Regions from separate parts of the Mus musculus genome. Here regions 2, 3 and 4 are each linked to region 1. Evidence: chromatin contacts called from public HiChIP or PLAC-seq, Micro-C and promoter capture Hi-C data. All regions are on one chromosome and are shown on one strand. The core of a region is the stretch at or near the end of the contact, and the rest is flanking DNA. Distances in the headings are between cores, read along the strand shown. Region 1 holds the start of Ascl5 (achaete-scute family bHLH transcription factor 5). Region 2 holds the start of Lad1 (ladinin). Region 3 has its middle 26 kb from the start of Tnnt2. Region 4 overlaps Tnnt2 (troponin T2, cardiac).

Region 1 (3,024 bases), core at 521-3,020:
GACAGGAAGGCTTCACAGCTGGGGCAATGAGGGTCAGGGAGAGGAACCCGTGGAGTAGAGCCACAAACTCCAAACAGGTTCCTTAGATGGAGATTAAGTTTCTCCCCACCCCAACTCCGTGGCTCTGTCCAGAGAATGTGTTGGGTGGTGGCCTAGCTCAGCATAGCTCCACTCACACCAGTCTCAGTGTCTGTCAGGATCTGCCCAGGACCCTCTCACACTTGCCGCCCCCAATGCCTTCTTCTGGCAAATATGGAGCCCCTCTCCTACCAGAGGGAAAGGCTCCAGGCAACCTTGAATGTGCACTGCTCTCACAGGGCCCCTGGTCCTCCAATCCCTCACTAGACAATGTCTGTGTGCTTTCTCCCTAGAACCCTGGCCTCTCCCATATTCAGTCTCAGCATACACACTAATCTCTCTGGAAATGTTAGGTGACTGCACCAGCTAGCAAACATTGCAAGGTGGAGGGTGGGCATAGACAATAATTCAGGAATCACAAAATTCAACAATCCCTTTTTATTTAGTCCTTGATGTAAACACAATGTCAGTGGACCCTAGAAGCTTACAAGTCTTGGGGTGGGGGAGGCGTTAAGTCCAGAAGAGACTGAAGGGTGGGAGAGGGGAGGTGATCACTCGCTGTCAAGGAAGCCAATGGGCACCAGCGACCTCTCCCTCCCTCTCTCTCTCTCTCTCTCTCTCTCTCTCTCTCTCTCTCTCTCTCTCTCTCTCTCTCTCACACACACACACACACACACACACACACACACACACACACACACTTCCCCTAAGTCTGTCAGCTCCAGGGTGCTGAATGCAAGCAGCTGCCTGTCTTCACTTCCCTCGTCCCTCCCTCAGAATTCCTGCTCTTTAGAGGCCATCAAGCTCCTCGCTAGTATTTGAGGCCATCTTGTGGAAGGTTCAGGCATAACAGAAAGTGTGGCTGACTTCCAGGGGACTTGGTGTGGTGGACAGCAGAGCTTCGCTGAGGCTGGTCCAGGAGCTGTCCAGGGCTCTGCTCCTCACCGCAGACATCAGCTCCTGGGATCCGTATCTCGCCATCTCTACCCCAGGCCCTCACATCTGGCTCAAGTGGGTGGAGGTGGGATCACAGACCTCGAACACCACTGTTCTTTGTCCCGCACAGATGACCCAGAAGCCCCCAAAGCTGTTCCCTAGAGGGGCAAGTCCAGGCCTCTGGCCAGATCAAAGGCTGGGTTCCTCCGACTCCAAAAAAGGCGACGAGGAAAAGGGGGATCCACTGGACTCGGCCACCAAGGAAGAGGGCTGCGGCACGTTGCTGTGGCCCGTGTGGGCGGGCGGCGGGGAGGTGGCGGGAGGTGGCGCGCCGTCGGGGGTGGCGCTCAACAGCTCCTGCAGGTACTTGATGTAGCGGATGGCGGCGCGCAGTGTCTCCACCTTGCTGAGCCGCTTCTCAGTCAGGGCGCCGGGGAGGTGGCCGCGGAGGCGCGCGTAGCCCTCATTCACGCACTTGACGCGCTGCCGCTCTCGCTCGTTGCGCTTCTGGATGAAGGCAGGCTCGAACGGGTAGTCGTAAACCCCGAAGGCGCCGGGAAAGGGCACGTAGGGGAACACCCCAGTGTAGGCGTCGTAGTAAGGCGGCTCGGAGTGGCCGGGGTACAATAGAAAGGGTACGTTGCTCAAGGGTTCGGTGGCTGCCAGCGGCGTCTGTCCAGCAGGGGCCACGACACCTAGCTGCATGCCCCCCGGGGGCCCACGGTCCACCAGAGCTCGGCAGAAGTTACTGTTCATTGTGCCTCGTGGAGCTGGACCCAGAGTGAGGCCCTCTGAAAGGCCTCTGCACGGGCTCTGTGTGGTCCTGACAAAGGGGACAAGTCACATTGCTAGCACTCTGGGGTGCTGCGAGTTGCTAAGGCTTCATTTTGCCTTTTTGGGTTGGCTTGGACTCCTTAATGTGAGTCATAGCTCTGGACAAGTGCAGCAGCTAGCAGAGGCACAGCAGGTATCTGCTGTGGTCGCGCCTGCGGTGACATGTGTTGAGCAATCTGAGCACTTTCTCCCTCTTCCCTGCCTGGTCCTCCTGGACTGAGAGTCTTGCCTCTTCCTGCAGTCCAAGGCCGCCAGCACTGCCCCTGGCTCTAGCTGCGAGCCTCCATGACCAGATTCCCCCAGCGCCCAATTCTTGTTCCTCACTGGATCTTTTTGCAGGATCCCGGATCTGCGGGGGATGTGGGCAGAGGCGGAGAGCCCGTCAGCTCAGCAGAAGAGTTCCCAGAACTTTGCTAAAAGTAGAGAAAAGTGAACATATCACTAAGGAAAGGCCTTTGTGGTACTCCTATCTCCAGAAACAATCAAGAGGAAAGAGGGCGGGGATTTGGAGAACTGTTGGTCTGAGCTCAAATCTAGGGTTCACTCCTCAATAGTCAAGTGACATACATCTTAGAGTCAGAATTCCATATTTGGAGAGACAGAAAACATCCTTTATAGTTCCTAAGATGAGAACCAAAAGAGTACAAACACATTCCAAAGCACCCGGTACTTGGCCTGGCAGATAACGGCAGCCATTAATATCATTTCCTCTGAGAATTCAGATCATCTCCTCAAGGCTACCTTCCAGGGCCTGACAACTAAAACTTGAGACAGTCTACTGGGACAGGGGGTTTAGAGAGATGGCTTTGTGATTAAAAGCAGGTACTGCTTTTTACAGAGGACTGGGTTTCCAGCAGCCAGGAGCTCACAACTGCCTGTAACACTCACTATAGAGGATCAGAGTCCCTTTGCTTCCAAGAGCACTGTGTCCACCTGCACATATCCATACAGAGACACATTTAACTGTAATACCATTGTTTAACGGAGCTAATCGAACTAGCAGGAGGAGTTGGAGCAACTATCTCAAGTTAGCCCAAGCCCCTCTCTGGTGAATGAAAGATAACCCTGATTACAAAGCCCTGGGGGTTAGCTATTTCAAAGCTTCCTGCCCCGCAGACTGTTGTCACCTTCCCCTTCCCTGTCCCAGGTCACATGGGTCCAGGAGGACATATGGGT
Region 2 (3,003 bases), core at 261-2,760, 230 kb after region 1:
TGTCCTAAGGCTCTGAGGAGGAAGTCTTCAAACCAAAGGATGAACTGTGACAGACTGTGACTGAAAGACTCTGATGCCCTCAGGGAGGTGCTGAGGGGCAGCAGCTCTCAGTGTGAGAGATGCCTTGATAGGAGGTGGTACCCATACTGGGCTGCACCTGCAGTCGTAGCTCCGACCCCACAAAAGACCTGAAGACTGAAAGCCCACTTGAGAGAAGCCAAGAGGCCAATTTTACCCTGACTGGAACCTGAGGAATAGAAAGGACAGGGCTCTGGCCGGAGCCTCTGTTACCTTTAGGACAAAGGATGCCTTCCCAGTTAGGGACTCAGTGTGAGGAATTGGAAGAACGGATGCTCATTCCAACACTTCTGGAGAGGGAGGGGCAGCTCCAAGAGGAGCCACAAAGAGAGGGGCGGCCTCCTAGATACTGACCCCTCCTAGGCTTCTCTGACCCTGATAGGCTGTCCAGCAGGCAGAAATGGCAAAGATATTCTCTGACCCATTGAGATTCACAAACACAGATTGTAGCGCAGACAAGGATAACATCTTACCTCAAGTGGCATAGATACCACTCCAAATGTTGTGCTCAGAATTTGAGCCTCTCTTTGGGATGGGGTGGGGGTGCTACTTTCTCTGATTCTATTCACACACCCGGGTTCTGTTGACTCCATAAGGTGGGGCTAAAGGACACTTCCCAGATCCATTCTAAAACTCTTAACAGAGGCGCAGAGGCTGAGGGTCCGCTCAAGAATAAGTCTTGGGGTAACTCTTGAATTTTCCCAGCCCCCTAAAACGGTCCCTTGCCCTCACAGACAGTAGCACCCTGGGCTGTCCAGGCTGCGGAAAAGCCTTACCCTAAACGTACTGGTTAAGACCTAAGGGGACAGGAAGCTGAGAAGGAGCAAGGAGACCACCCGCTCTGTCACCTAGGGGGACCAGAGTTTGGTCTCAATTCTATCCCCACCGAAAAGCAACAAGACCAGTGTCTCACTTCGTCCGGAGAGCAGGCCTGTGTCTGGGAGAGGAGATCCGAAGGGGCACAGCTCCCACCCCCCAGCCTCGGGCCACCCGGCCCCTGTGGCTGCACTCACCTGGACAGCGCGGACCAGTCCTTTCTGCTGACCGACATGCTGCCGAGCCCCACGGCCGCCGCGTGCCGAGCTCCCTGCTCCGCCGCTCACCTGCGGCCCCTCCCCGCGCCAGGTAGGGTCACATGGCCGCTTATCTCAGCCCGGCTCGGCCCCGCGCCGCCGCGCTCCCATTCGCCGGCCGGAGGAGCGGCCTCTGAGGTGTGGGCGTCCCAGACAAAGCCGCGCTGATCACCGCTGGGGCGGGTCTCCCGCGCGGCCGCTCTGCGGGACGGTCGCACCGAGCTGCGGGCTGCACCCACGCCGGGGCTAGCGCGGGGCTGCTCTGCTGCCCCGGGCGAGGGCGGGAGACTTCCTGCTCAGAACCAGTTGGACCAGCTCGGCGCCGGCCCGCGTCTTCCCTGGGAGTCGCGGTCCAGAGTGCCAGGGAGTCGGGGAGGGGGTTGGGGGGAGGACGGAACCCAAAGATCGGGGTCAGGCTGAGCTCGCTGCCTGGAAATCGACTTAGCCGGCAGAAACCCAAGAGCTGGAAGGCAGGGAGAAAGGTTAGATCAGGTACCGTAGTCTTGGGTGTAGAGTGCCTGCAACGGTGAAGAAGTAAGGGGCTCCTAGAAAACACCCCGGGGGTCAGAAACTACCTGAAAGACTCGGCTTAGATAAGCAGACACTGCGTAAGAAAACCAGCCCCTCCTCAAAGGAGCTGAGACTCAAGCCCGCCAAAATAGAGTGGACACCGCTATGAAAAACCATATGCGCCAAAAGCACGGTCCTGTTCCTTGATACCCCACAGGTGTATAACTGTGTCGTAGGAAGAGGGTCCATAAGTAACTGAGATTAATACTGCAATAACCTGAGGCAACTCGGACACCACCCGTGGGAACCCGTGGGAACCCGTGGGCGAGCGCAGCACCAGCTGCTTTCCACTCGGGAACCTACCTCCTTACTGAATGTGTAAGGTCAGATACCTAGATGGGGAATTTTATTTTCCTTGAAAGATCAGAAATGGAATCAATAGCTGCTACTGGCACTGTTCAGAGAAGGCTGGGGTGCTGCCCAGCACACAGGATGGGATGTCAGAGTCTGGCCTGATTGCCTCTCGAGATCTACCTGCCTCTGCCTCCTGAAAGCTGAGGATGCTGGAATTAAAGGCAGGAGCCACCACTTCGAGCTGGAGGGGCCATTTTTGTAATCTACAAAGGAAACGAAGAAGGGGATGGGGGAGGAGTGTGTAATCAAAGGTGACACTGAACAGGAAGTGGGGTTAGCAAGAGCTTTGGGAAGCTGAACTGTGGGCCCAGAAGTGATTCACATACCTCTGCCCGATGTGAGAGGAACTGGGATTCAGGACAAGGATTCCAGAGTCAGGGATTCAGGTCAAGGGACAAGGATTCCAGAGGTCTTAGGGAGGAAGTTGACCAGAGACCAACAGAGGGTTTCTTGCCATTTGGACCTTATGATACTCCATTTGGGGACCTGTCTCCATATGGTCAAGCTGTCAACTGCATTCAACACCCATTTGAATTAAAGGTTTTAGAAAAAGCTGTCCAATAGTTCATTGGATGTTGGTGTGGGAGCTCGGAGAGACTTGGCACTGTGCGCCCCGTAGCCCATGGACAGGGGATGAGTGGGAAAGAGGAGGGAGGGAAGTTTCAATAACATGGAGTTGGAATCTGTGTCCATGTCCTGGCTTCCAAGCATTGAAAGGGAATCTCGCCTCAGAGTCGCCTCAACACTTTGCTGGGCACAGGTGTGCTCAGTAGCAGTTTGGATCAGTAGCAGTTTGAAGGATCACACAATTTTGGGAAGGTCATCCATCCTGTTGAAGGTGACATTGGGAGTCTGAGTCATGGAAAGCTGATATCCAGGGGGTTCTAGGAATCCAGGACCCCTGGTATCCAGGTCTCTGGTATCAGGA
Region 3 (3,393 bases), core at 96-2,595, 190 kb after region 1:
TTATCTCCTGCAGCAGAGACTCCAACATCAACACAGGCTGGAGTACTCGCCGGAATGCAGAACAGTTGAGATTCAAAATAAAAGAGAAATGGAGATGTGTGTGTGTGTGTGTGTGTGTGTGTGTGTGTGTTGACCTCCCTCAAATACTACTAACCCTCCTGGGAGATGAGTGCAAGGGTCTGTCAGAGTTCAAAACACCTCCAACAAGAACCTTAGCCATTGGTGTGTGGGCGTGGGAGTAAAGGAATTAAAGTGTCCTGATGTCATTGGCACAGGCTCAGGGATGCTCAGTGACAAGGTCAACATTTTGGAAGCTCTGAACAATGAGGGAAGTCATTTTCTTCACTTGAGATTTTCAGAAACTTTAATGTCCTGAGATATTGTCTGGGCAGATAACATCGAAAGAGAGACAACACACAGCCTCCCCACGAGCCTCTGCAGAACACTTTTTAACAGAACACTGGCCAAAGAGCCAGTTTGGGCTACAACCTCAGACTGTTTAAGCTTGCATGTGGAGAGAGGTTTCATATCCTAAACCAAAGCCTCCGGAACATACCATGGCAAATCAGGACACAACAATGGATCTGCCTCTGCTAAGACTGTGTCAGAGGCAGGACTTGTAAGAGGGCTCTCGGCATGTCCAGCCCTTTGCCGGCCACGTACACAAGCTCATATAGGAGTAGGCTTTGAACGTCAGGCACACAGCCTTCTCTGTTACGTATGGAATTTGAGATGCTGTCTCTATCACCGGTCCTTTGGTACCATCTAACACATGTCCCCAGACTCTGTCTTTTCAGGGATTAAAACTCTCACCAAGCCATCATCAGAGGACCACCCTTTGAATAGCAAGCTCCCAGTCAATCCCCGAAGGATTCCTGGAGTGGCAGGCTGATTTGAGGGAGTGGTGTGGGTAGGAGAGGCAGAAGAAGTCAGAGTTAGGGCTACAGGGTGATGTGAAAGGGACCTGGGTTCAGGTAGCTGAGATGTCAAGAAAGCCAGGGTCTTGTGGAGACCTAGACTTTACAGTCAGGGCTAGAGTGTGAGACACGTGGAATGACTGGAAAATGGACACCAACATTCGGTAATTGGTGAGGTCTCTCACGGGCCCACCCTGGGACAGACAGTGCTGAAACAGGGACTGGAGTCTATTGCCAGGGTCAGCACTGACTCCTTAGACGACAGGTATGACTGGACTCTCTGTTCCTCTCCTCCAAAGAAACCAACACCATCCTGTTGGGAGATGGGAGTGTCATCAACGCCTAACTTTTACCTCCTGTAGCTGGTTGGCCACACACAGCAGGAGGCGAGGCAGAGCAGCTGACTCACCCCTCCAGAACTATCTTCCCATGACCTGTAAGTCCCAGCCTTGGTAAGGGGGAGGAGGGGAGGAGCGGTCTAGTCACAGACACCCTAAGGCTCCAGCAGGGTGGGAGGAGATGGGGACCTAAACTGTGGGAAGCTACAGGAAGTGTGTGGGACGAGGGAGCACTACCCCGTAGGAAGGCCAGCGGAGGCCAGAGGACACACTCTGACCCACGGGATCCCAAAGATCCCAGCCAATGTTCACATGTTTCCACCATGTGCTGTTGTGAGCACTGATATTTACACAAGCTCATTTAATCCCCACAAGAACCTGGTGAGGTCATTCCTACTATCATTGCCATTGTGTGGAGGAAGAAACCCAGACATAGTAACGCTGCCAAAGCCACTCAACAGATATGAGGGGGAGGAGGCACTGAACCCAGGAAGCCTGGTGCCATGGCTGTGCCTTTAATGACTCTCCAGAAGAAGCTGGTTCTGTGCTACGTGTGATTTCTCCTCTCCTGCTCCCCTCCCCTTGGTCAAGTGAGCAGGATGCAGGGCGGGTTGCTGCTGGCCAGGCCAGAGCATCCTAGCTTCAGGAATGACAGTCGCCCCAACCTCTCCCTTATGATAACCTCTTTGCTAAGCTCCCTTCCTGGTGAAGTAGGCCTGGCTTCTTTCTCCTAGATGGACTTCCTCAGACATCCAGCTACTCCCACCTGGGGGGCCCCAAATCTGTTTCCCTTTCAGAGTTACAAGGCTCTCTGTCTTTTCTAGAACTCTGTGTGTATGCAACCTGTTCAACAAGAGGCCCGGACTCTGAAAGAAAGTTATTCAGCATTCCTCACACCCAGCAAGTCATCCCTGAGTGTCACCAAGTGACACCTTGTGCTTAGGGAACAAATCCAAGCTCTGGTTGTGCTTGCAGTCAAGAGGAAAGATGCTGTGGAAACAAGATGAGCTAGGAGAATCTACAGCATGCAAGATGGAAAAAAATGGCTCTGAGAGGAGCGTGAAAGGAACTGACTGACTGACAGAGAAACACCTGCAGAGCGAGCTTAGGTGGTCAGGCATCACCTCCCTGTGATGCTGGGAAGACCCGAAGAAGGTGGAGCTGGCCATGCTGTGTCTCATCACCCTTCCCTGTAGTGCTCACTCTCTGGGGGCCCTCGCCCTGCTGGCCTGTGGGGTCTGTTACAGCTGTAGGTCCCCAATTGTCAGCTGTAGGTCCTACATAGGTCACACTTGGGTTGTTAAGGCTCCCTGATCCATCTGAAACTTGTTCTGAAGTTGCAATTCAGTGTTTCTCTTCCTCCTCTGACCAGCGTGGACTAGATTGGGGGAGGGGGGTGTCAGGTTGAGCAGAGAGGAGGCTAGGCACTTCCATGTCTGCTGCCAGGATGGGGAAGGGCTGAAGCCTTGGTTTTGTGGCTGTCTTACTGCTACCCCAGTGTAGATACTCCAGGTTTCTTTGACTTCGTGCTAGATTCAGAGGGAGCTGGGGTGGGTGGGTGGAGGGGCACATAATGTTGTCCAGAGGTCAATACTAAGTGCCAGTCTCATACAGTAGCTTCAGAGACTAGAGAGTCTCCCACCAGCTCCCCAGATCCCAGACCTGGGCCAATACTGTGTTGTACCCATCGTCTTCAAGAGAGGTACCATGTCACACTGCCTGGTCTCTTTCAGCTCTCCAAAGTCAACCCCTCCTAATTGCTTTCTCCCGCCCTGAGAGCAAGGGTGGGTTCTTGGGGCCTCTGGAGTTAAGAGAGACTCAGCAAGTTGTCCCAGGGCCCCGACCCCACTATGGCCTTCACAAGTCTATAGGGCATCAGGAAAGTTTTCACTGCTGGACCATGAGAGAGGCACGTCTCCCCTAACAGGACAGGTCCATTCTGTTTCTGTCCAACTCCATCATCTGGCTCTACAGGGGACCCAGAGCCTATCCTAGTCCCAGGTCCAAGCCACACACTGTGGTTGTAGTTTGCTTACCCAGACCCTGAGCAATAGTCACACTCTAGAACTATTTGGCAGGAAATTGGAACTTCTGGATACCTCAAGAGTGGCCTAGAACAGTATTGTTAGGAGGGAAAC
Region 4 (3,301 bases), core at 253-2,752, 210 kb after region 1:
ACTGTTACTTCTGAGAGCAGGGGCTAGACACTGGGTCTCTCTCCTGTTGGACACTAAGGCTACTTCTCTGAGATGAAGACAAAGGTTTTGAGTCCCACCCTCCCAAGCCCAGCAAGTACCACCAAATTCTGGCTTCCAACCCTTTCCTGTACACCCTCTGGTTACACAGGAATCCCTGGACACAGTCTCACCCAAGGCTACTATGAGGAGTTCTCTTGTGCCAGCATCACTTACCTTCAGCATCTTTGGCTTCTTCATCAGGACCAACCTCTAAACAAAACATGATCAATCAACAGAGGTCCTGTTCCAACTCAGATTCCCCCAAGAGCATTCCCCATGGTCAGGCAGGATATTCTGCTGGTTTGTAGGGTCAACCACAAACGAAGCTCTGTATTGACAATCATCACCCAGAAAGCAGACTGCTGCATCCCCCGAGCCCAGACAGGGACACAAGCTAGCAAGCACCTGTTGGACGACTTAAGACACCACCCCTAGCCCCTCATCCCCTCACCCTGGGCTGTACCTTCTACGTTGGCCTCCTCTGTCTCAGCCTCACCCTCAGGCTCAGGTTCAGCCCCACCAGCCTCCTCCTCCTCCACTGCCTCCTCTTGCTCTGGAGAGGTAAAAAAGACACCATGACCAACTGACCCTCTCTCTTAACGTGCAGAAAGCACCCCCAGAACAGAGATCACATCGGGAGGGTAGAACAGAGCCAGTAACATCCAGGCTCACATGATATAGGAGCCACAGACCCAAATGACAGAGGAATGCTGTTTGGCTCCTGGTTCAAACTGGAGCACAAAGCCACGCCCAGCCCAGGACTACTTCTGCAAGCAAAGATTCCTATAACCTCACCCACTCATCTACACTCTCATCCATGCCTCAACCGCCCCCCAAGTAAGTCAGTGCCCCAGAGTTCCCTGTCTGCTCCTTTGCAGGTAAAGTGAAATCCAACAGAAGGGTCCCATCTGACTGGTAAGTACCCCTAAATTTGGCTCCCTGAGAGTTTGGAAATCTGAGCTGGGTCTTCCCTAGTGTAGAAACACATTATATACATAGATAAAATATAATGGTGTGGCGGTGGGAAACACCAGTGACAGGACATCAAGACTCACTGCTGGGGACTAGTTGGGGTGAAGTTCTGTCTAGCCTCTTTCTGTCCAGTTTAGCACTAGCTTCCCCCATGACCTTCCTGGGGACAGAAATCCATCGTCTTCCCCAACTGTTCACCCCAGAGGTGCTGGCACCACAGGACAGGTCCTGACTAAACTGAGGTGCTAGGGAAAGTCTGTTGTGAATCCAGTGTCTCTTCAAGTCCTTCTTCCAAACCCAACAGAGGTTGTGCGGGCGGATGAAAGGTCCAATAGTTAGAGAGATGTGCTACCCAGAAGGTTGCCAGCAGTTTCTATTTTCATCGTTTGCTTGACAGGATGTGGATGGACCCCGCCTCTCCCAACATTCTGAAGGGACAGACAGATTAGGGAGACAGGATGCCATCCAGACCATGACTCAGCTTGGCGGAAGTGCTTGTAACATTCAGTGATTGATAGACTGACAAGTGGTGGCCCCTTGGCAGAGGGAGAAGAAACACCTCAGGACAGAAAGAACCATCAGAGGAGAGAGGGCCTCCACCCCCACTGCCTCATCGTCTCTGCCCTCCTTTCTTAGGACTGGGTCCCCACTGAAGTCCTGGGGTGCCTCTTCTTTCAACCCTCCAGGAGGTTTGTCAGGTAGCATAAGAGTAGAGGAAGGTGGCCAGCTATGGGGTCCACCCTGAGGCCACCTCTTCTCCCATTCACCCTAAGTTTCATTTTCCTGTGCCACGTGCCATGGGCCCAGTGGTCATTTAGAAGCCCAAGGAACAGGTCACACTTAGGCCTCCCTGGACATCACTGTAGGAAAGCCAGTCCTAAAATTAAGCCCCATTCTGTCTCCCCTCGCCTCCTGTTACCCCCAAGAAGCAAGTCCACCTTCACCCCACCTCTCAGCAGAACACATCTGAAAGCTGACATCATGTCCTTTCTGCTCTGGCTATTTCTGGCCTTTTCTGTCCCCAGAGCCCAACCTTGCCTTAGGCAAAACAGGGAAGGTCCCCACATGAACACTGACATGAGCAGTGGAGCAGCTGGGGTTTGTTCCTATCACAGGAATCCTTCTGTGACCATATGTGGAGCAGGTGGGAAGACAGGATAGCCCAGATCCTTCCCACTTCCCTCCCAGAAGGAAAAGAGGGAATGGGGGAGGGGTCCTAGGGTCCTGGCCCTCTGAAGTTGTTGGTCTCCCTAGCCTAAGCCCAGAGCCCAGGAGGAGCAAGAAAGCAGGGACAGGCACAGGATAGGGAACGCTGTACTACCGTCCTCCTCTTCTTCACTCCAGTCTTCCTCTTCCGGGTGCAGGAGGTGGCGGTGGCGACAGCAAAGGGAGCAAGCAGAACAGGTTAGTGTGCGGTGCAAAGCCTGGCAGCAGCGCAGACCACAACCAGCTCAGAGTTAGGCCTGAACTCTGATTCACAAGTCAACATTCAAGCAATATGGCAGCCTCACTCCTCGTGACATGCCTGAGCCTCAAGGACCATTGCCTGCCAACCACTACTGAGGATGGAGCAGCTTAGCATGCCTAGCAACTGAAAGCATTGAGAGAGAAGCGCCCCAGCTACAGGCCCTGGCTTCTCGCTCACTGAAATGGTAGACCCCAGTAGCAGGGAGAATAGGAAAAGATTTGACTCCCCCTCCAAGTACCCCACATTCCTGCTCTGAATGAGTTTTTGGACTGTCCCACAGAACATCTACCAAATCCCAGAATCACGGGTAGGAAAGTCCCACTGGGGGCCATACTAAGGGAGCTGGCATGGGCTGTTGGAAGGCCTGGGCTCATAATCTGAGGAGCCTGACCACTTCCCCGTTGTTCGTGATGCAAATCTCTGGTTAAGGAATTGCTTAACAGCGGTGGGAAGACCCTTTCCCCTAGAAACAAGACTCTTAGGATTATCTGTCCTATCGGTTTCAGCCACTCATCTGGACCTTTCCCTTCTGAGCCAGAGGGGCTGCCTCAGGCCATTCAGGGCAAGCAAGGTAACTTGCAAAAGCTGTATGGGCTTCAATGAGATGTTCTTTAGCTCCCAGAAAGATCCAACTGTGTGTAGTAGTCAGGATGGAGGTTACAAATCTGGCTCAAGTCTGTTTGTTAAACCCTACCACCCAGAACCTCCTGCCATTTGCAGGAAAATCCTCCAAGGTAAAAGAACCCCCAGCAGGCAGGGTCCCTGCTACAGAGGAGGATACAGGCAGCTGAGCTCTTGATC

The links. Promoter capture Hi-C pulls out the DNA fragments that hold promoters and counts their contacts. Hi-C and Micro-C count contacts between places; a contact is called where the count stands out from the background. HiChIP or PLAC-seq counts read pairs in DNA pulled down with a chosen protein or histone mark.
Region 2: a contact with region 1 is called in an HNF4G HiChIP or PLAC-seq map of pancreatic cancer cells. The contact joins the promoter of Lad1 here to the promoter of Ascl5 in region 1. A contact is called at or near these places in 2 of 39 promoter capture datasets (embryonic stem cells and liver), 1 of 484 Hi-C or Micro-C datasets (embryonic stem cells), 1 of 115 datasets of contacts at active chromatin or transcription factors (pancreatic cancer cells) and 1 of 9 other capture datasets (adipose tissue).
Region 3: a contact with region 1 is called in a Micro-C map of embryonic fibroblasts, with 4 times the contacts expected there. The contact joins the enhancer-like site here to the promoter of Ascl5 in region 1. A contact is called at or near these places in 10 of 39 promoter capture datasets (the 3T3-L1 cell line, the HPC-7 cell line, HPC-7-derived erythroid cells and 7 more), 1 of 15 datasets of contacts at CTCF or cohesin (the NIH/3T3 cell line), 22 of 484 Hi-C or Micro-C datasets (the C2C12 cell line, the G1E-ER4 cell line, the HL-1 cell line and 12 more), 1 of 115 datasets of contacts at active chromatin or transcription factors (pancreatic cancer cells) and 2 of 9 other capture datasets (embryonic stem cells and pancreatic islet).
Region 4: a promoter capture Hi-C map of the HPC-7 cell line shows a contact between it and region 1, with 5 times the contacts expected there. The contact joins the enhancer-like site here to the promoter of Ascl5 in region 1. A contact is called at or near these places in 14 of 39 promoter capture datasets (the 3T3-L1 cell line, 3T3-L1-derived adipocytes, the HPC-7 cell line and 9 more), 1 of 15 datasets of contacts at CTCF or cohesin (the NIH/3T3 cell line), 12 of 484 Hi-C or Micro-C datasets (the C2C12 cell line, the G1E-ER4 cell line, the N1E-115 cell line and 6 more), 1 of 115 datasets of contacts at active chromatin or transcription factors (pancreatic cancer cells) and 2 of 9 other capture datasets (adipose tissue and embryonic stem cells).

What each region holds. Positions count from the first base shown.
Region 1 is chr1:136,049,550-136,052,573 of GRCm38.p6, reverse strand. Ascl5 (achaete-scute family bHLH transcription factor 5) reads right to left here and starts at 1,770. Exons shown (of 1, transcript NM_001270609.1): 1 at 1,204-1,770. The coding sequence starts at 1,770. The coding sequence ends at 1,204.
Region 2 is chr1:135,817,105-135,820,107 of GRCm38.p6, reverse strand. Lad1 (ladinin) reads right to left here and starts at 1,510. Exons shown (of 10, transcript NM_133664.3): 1 at 1,092-1,510. The coding sequence starts at 1,129.
Region 3 is chr1:135,860,398-135,863,790 of GRCm38.p6, reverse strand. No RefSeq gene overlaps it. Among named protein-coding and RNA genes, the nearest start is that of Tnnt2, 26 kb to the right of the region's middle. Within about 2 kb of position 1,345, at least 59 of the 459 cell types and tissues checked have an H3K27ac peak or open chromatin away from gene starts, as enhancers often do. A contact at or near this core is called in the C2C12 cell line, the HL-1 cell line, the NIH/3T3 cell line and 4 more, where this site is marked.
Region 4 is chr1:135,842,867-135,846,167 of GRCm38.p6, reverse strand. Tnnt2 (troponin T2, cardiac) reads right to left here. Exons shown (of 15, transcript NM_001130181.2): 4 at 524-613; 5 at 235-270. Among named protein-coding and RNA genes, the nearest start is that of Tnnt2, 8.2 kb to the right of the region's middle. Within about 2 kb of position 1,502, at least 33 of the 459 cell types and tissues checked have an H3K27ac peak or open chromatin away from gene starts, as enhancers often do. A contact at or near this core is called in the C2C12 cell line, the HPC-7 cell line, the N1E-115 cell line and 2 more, where this site is marked.